Linked DNA regions of Mus musculus: region 1 is linked to region 2. The links are chromatin contacts, called in public HiChIP or PLAC-seq maps. All regions are on one chromosome and are shown on one strand. The core of a region is the stretch at or near the end of the contact, and the rest is flanking DNA. Distances in the headings are between cores, read along the strand shown.

What was found. HiChIP or PLAC-seq counts read pairs in DNA pulled down with a chosen protein or histone mark.
Region 1: a contact with region 2 is called in an HNF4G HiChIP or PLAC-seq map of pancreatic cancer cells. The contact joins two enhancer-like sites. A contact is called at or near these places in 1 of 39 promoter capture datasets (the 3T3-L1 cell line), 1 of 15 datasets of contacts at CTCF or cohesin (pro-B cells) and 2 of 115 datasets of contacts at active chromatin or transcription factors (large pre-B cells and pancreatic cancer cells).

What each region holds. Positions count from the first base shown.
Region 1 is chr12:110,040,281-110,042,980 of GRCm38.p6, forward strand. No RefSeq gene overlaps it. Among named protein-coding and RNA genes, the nearest start is that of Gm40574, 17 kb to the left of the region's middle. Within about 2 kb of position 1,256, at least 37 of the 459 cell types and tissues checked have an H3K27ac peak or open chromatin away from gene starts, as enhancers often do. A contact at or near this core is called in pancreatic cancer cells, where this site is marked.
Region 2 is chr12:109,440,305-109,443,004 of GRCm38.p6, forward strand. No RefSeq gene overlaps it. Among named protein-coding and RNA genes, the nearest start is that of Dlk1, 12 kb to the right of the region's middle. Within about 2 kb of position 1,292, at least 68 of the 459 cell types and tissues checked have an H3K27ac peak or open chromatin away from gene starts, as enhancers often do. A contact at or near this core is called in pancreatic cancer cells, where this site is marked.

The DNA.
Region 1 (2,700 bases), core at 6-2,505, 600 kb after region 2:
GGCAAGAACAGATTCCCCAAAGTTGTCTTCAGACATCCATACTCTCACCGTGATACAGGTGCAATTAGTGCACACACACACACACACACACACACACACACACATACACACACACACACACACACACACACAGACTAATAATAACAACAATAATAGTAAATTTTACAAAAACAAATGACCTTATTTCTTGATAAGAAGAAAATTAAAACACAATTTTTATATATAGGGTAAAATCTCAGACATTGGCCAAGATGCTGGCCTCAGCCTAGAGTTTAGGTGGGAGCCCGTGGTACCTCGAGCTGGCTCATCTGAAGCTGAATAATCTCTGGTGTTTGTGTTCCCCCCCCCCAAGATGCTCTCTGGCACGGTTGCTCACAGACACCCCACAGGACTCACAGGCCAGAACATTCACGGGATCACAGGAAGGACCCAAGCTTGGAACCGTTAACTGCTCATGTTCAGTAGACCCGCTCAGCCACATTCCCAGCACACAGCAGACTGCAGCATCGTCGCAGTGAGAACAATTGTAAATCAGCATGCAGGAATGTGGGAAGACCTCCCACGTGTGGGTGTTAGAACAGGAGAGGCAAGACAGGAGCGTGGGCCCGTGGTGAAATTCCACGGGTGGGAAGCTCGTGCACACCAGGTCTGCGTTGAAGAGGAGCTTGTGGCTTACCTTGGCGGGAAGTTGGGGGGCAAGGGGGAGCACAGGAAGCCTGCAGAGTGTCAGTCTCAACGAGGGCTGGGTAAAGGGTCAATGGGCATTCAGGAAGCCACACAAACCCATGAACGTTCTGCGAGGACCTTCTATTTCAAAACAGAGATGAAAGGAAGGCAGAACTCTTCTGGAAGAAAATAGCTTATGTCCACGGGCAGAGTGATGTCACTCTGTACCCTATCTGCCTGTCCTATAAACGGAGCTTATCCACATCTCATTTCAGGCCTGTAGTCTGTAAAGATCTGATGAGATAGGAGGACAGGACACAAGATTAAACTCTTGCTAGGGAAGAAAGAAAGAGAAAATGGGGGAAAGAGAGAGAGAGAGAATGAGAATACAGGGACAGAGGGAGGGAGGGAGGGAGGGAGGGAGGGAGGGAGGGAGGGAGGGAGGGAGGGAGGGAGGGAGGACAGGTGGAGCTATCCCATCTTACCCTGCCCTCAAGTATCAAACAGCCCTTGGCACACAGTGACTCAGGGCACTCATGGTCTGCCACTAAACCCTACATGTGGTTTCCTGTCCAAAGCTTCCTTGCCACAAGACAAAGGCCACAGTCCTGGTCATCTTATACTGGGTGGCTAAGGCAGCGTGTCACTAAGGCTGGCTGTGGACTCGGAGAGTTTGTTAGGGAACTAGCTGAGAAACACCTAACTCATGTGCCTGTCTGCAGTGCTGACGCACAGTGCCATTCCCAGGGTGGCACAGGGCCACTGCAGAGTCCTACTGCAAGCCAGGCAATCACCTTCTCAGTGAGACTGGAAAGTCACTCCATTCTCTCTGCAGACAGGACAGGACTCAAGACACTAAGGCTGTGGCCAGAGCTCTCTGCCTTTGCTCTGTATCTCTTTCTCCACTGTCTATTGGCTTTTAGGACTCAAGTGAGGATGGTGGAGAGTCTTCTATTCTAGGAGGAGGGATAAGGGAAGAGAAAATGTCCCTACACTCAGAGCTGTCTGAGGAGTGTGTCACCTATTCCAGGAACGTGTGGCATACTCCAGGAATGTGTCACCTTTGGGTTTGGCAGTGCATTGCTGAACTTGATGAGATGCGGGGGGTGGGGTGGGGCTTTGACTGCCAGGAACCTAGAAAGACCTGGGTGACAGAGGCGTGGGTATGGCCATGGCTGTGACAGCTTTTCCTGAGGATTGAGGAGAGATACCCACCCTGACTGTGGGGACCCAGAGATAAAAGAGGGAAAAGCCAGGTCTGACATGCTGTTTCCTCCATGATGGACTGATCCCTCTGAGGCTGCCATGCAAAGCAATACGTCCTTACTCAAGTTGTTCCGACAGACACCCTGTCACAGTGGGGAAAAGCTAATGATCACGGCGATCAAACCACAGAGGGGATGGGGGCACTGGCTTCAGAGGTCAATTCACCCGGCAAGAGACCACATCAGAGGTCACATTAGCAGCTGTTATTGTGGTGTTGGAATGATAATCCCGTATGTAGAGCGTATCTGACATTACCCCTAGAAGCTGATCACAGGTTCAGTGCACCCCACTGGAGATGCAGTTCACCAGTGCAGGCACTCTTGGCATGTCATAGTACCTTGTCCAACCTGACATGCTCTGTCAAAGTAAAACAAACAAAAAAACAAAAAACAAAAACAAAAAAAACCCTTACATTCTGAATTCTCCAAATTTCACACCATAAACCATTGGAGATGGAGACCAATATCTTTCCATATGGTGTATACATTTACACAGACATGCATACATGCATGTATACATATATTGCTAGAATATGTATACTGAGTTACATACCTACACACACACATACACATTCAAATCAAGGGCCTACACACACACACACACACACACACACACACACACACACACACACACACACACACCCTTTCCAGGGAGCTGCTGCTTAAACTATTATTGTTACAAAGGAGTGGAAGATGTTTGGGTCAAAGGCCACACTACCCCTTCCTCTTTATAAGGTTCTTCTGTGACTTCCTGGAGCTGCAGGAGGTC
Region 2 (2,700 bases), core at 42-2,541:
CCACTAGCCAATCATGGTCAGGACATCCCAAGCAGGTGGCCTGGCTGCCCCCACCCTTGAGAGAGGCTCTGTCACCCTGAGGCTCAATGGCTACATTCCATGGTTGTAATAAGGACAATTTGGGCAGGTAGTGGTAACATACTCCCTTGTCCTTCTGTTTCAGGCTCTCCCTGTGGCCCACCCTCCCCCAACCCTTTCGAGGGGCTATGGGCATATAGTGCCTTAGCCTCCTCTTTCAGAGATCCATGGAATGAATATGTGACAACTGTTCAATCAAAGTCCTCGAAACTGAGTACTGGGGTGCCTGACTACAAATGGGAAGTCAAGTGGCTATGGAGTCCTTGGAGTGGGAGGCAGACAGTTGTGGCACCCTTCAGATCACATGGAAAGGGTGACCACCTCCTTCAGTTTCTCGGCAACCCAATCCTGCCTGAGGAAGAGCAGTATTTAAACACCCACTGTTGCTCTCTGGGCCAATCTGTAGCTTTACTCTAGGAACCTCCCCAGTGAAAGAGAGAGTCTCATTTTCCCTAAGGAACAGCCAGGATTGTGTCTGTAGCCTTGGCAGGATAAGGACAGGGAGGTGACAGATCCTGTCTAGACCTGGCCATGATGGTAGAAGATCTGTCAATAAAGAGTTGTGCCCCCCCCACACACACTCTTCTTAGATGAGGGGAGAATAGAGGCATTGCTTCTTCTCATAGTCAGCCCAGACAGGAGGATAGGGATGGATAGACAAACAGACTGTCTGCCCAAGGTCCTTGGTGAAGGAAGCATTGGGGAAGAACAAGGGTCTTATGGGACTAGGAGATGGAAGGCATGAGCAAGCAGGTGGTATTTAGGGGCATAGGTAGAGACAGGACAGTCCCTGCAAGATCCCCAATGTGTGGCAGAGCCAAGTACATATGGAGGGGACCCTCTGGAGGGCATGCAGCGGGGTCTGGGATGAAGTTGGGCTACAGAAAAGCATAGAAGTCTCTAATACAGCTGCCAGGGGCCACGAAGTTCCTGGCTCCCTGGCCCTGCCACCCATCTGTCCCAACTCTGCAACTTCAGTGGCCACAGGAAGCACAGGCCTTCCCTGGCCTCAGAACCAGTCATGAGGTTTTTTTTCCTCAGAGTAGTGTTGTAGTTGAATCCCTTAACTGTCGGTTACTGCTCCCCACACAGACAGTTTATTAAAAACTGGGCCAAGTTAAAAATACTGGCATCGAGGAAGTACAGGCACCCCAAACTACCAGAAAGCCGCAGCTCCTCCCAGGGGAATCCCTGCCCACGGCCTGTGTGTAGCCCAGCTGGCAGGCAACCTGCCAGCTCCACGGAAGGGGACAGAACAGCCCCTCCCAGCTGCTCCAGCTCTGTTCTGCCTGAACTGAACACCAGCCTGGGACCAGGCCCGGCACCCCTGGGTGCTAAAGAGGTCTGGACTGGGGCCAGATGGAACCCCTCCCCACCTTGAAGTGAAGGCAGGGTTAAACACATTCACATACCCACCCGCCACCCATTTCTTAGCACTGAGATCCACTCCAGGGATAAGGAACAGGACTCTGTAGAGAAGTCCCTAGAAGGGGGTCCTGTCTGGCATGGGAGGGACTGAGGGGTAGCTACCAGATGAGACTCTCTGGTAGCCCCAAAAAGACCCCTTTGATGGTCACAACAAGAGAGATATACCTTTCCTGTAGAGTGAGTATTCTCCCTAGCTCTCCGCCCACACATTACACACTAAATCAACAAATGCTCTCTGGGCCCCAACGGTGTGTCCAGGATACAGATGAGAACCGGGCACCAGCTAGATCTTTCAGAGGCTCTGGATACTTCCCAGTGCGCAAAGTGGCTCACTAGCCTCCGAGGCAGAGCGTGACAAACGCCAGGTTCTGTGTAAATAAAATCAATGCGAAACCACTTTGAAAGTTAAAAGCACAATTAACGCCCAAGTGTGCCTACTACAAGGCCAGTGGCAGAGAGTATCCAACAGGCTGGGCTCCGCAGCATGGCTGTTCTCTTTGCCAGTGGCACCAGAGGACAGATGGAAGGGGCTCACGGTACATTGACTCACTGCCCGTGTCGTTCCCCCCCACCCCCAGCCCCTCCTCACCCCTGCAAATGCTGCAGACTCAATTAAAGAGCTCGTGGAAGTGTCGGTTCAAATCCTAGTCTCCCTAACTCGCCAGAAACTCTCAGAGGAGCAGGCTGCATTTGCCTCATTCAATTAATCATGTAGGTGCTGGATCATCACCTGCAGCCTCTTCAGCCCACAAACACCCTTGGGTCCCTCTTACAGTTAAGTGAAGGCCTAGGCTCCCACGCACGCACTCACTTAGACATTAAACTGTGCATAGTCTCTGCATCCTGGAGCCCTTGGCTACCTGTCTCCATCTTTTGCTTTTTTCCCTGTGGCCACAGTTGGTCCTCTCCTTTTCTGCATCTCCCTACAGTCCCAATCACACAGCGTCTATGTTTTCATTTTCTTAATCGATGTCCCTACGACATTGGGGACCTACGAGGAGTGCCTCCTTCACTCTCTCTGGGTGTCTGGAGTCCCGTTGGGTTTTTTTGGTTTGTTTGTTTGTTTGTTTGTTTGTTTGTTTTTTCATGAAAAGGATTGAAGAAGGGTGCTTAGGGACACCAGGCAAGGAGCCAGTCGTATGAGCGGCTGACACTTGGCCAAAACGGAGACTGGAACACAGTCGTTAAGGGCAC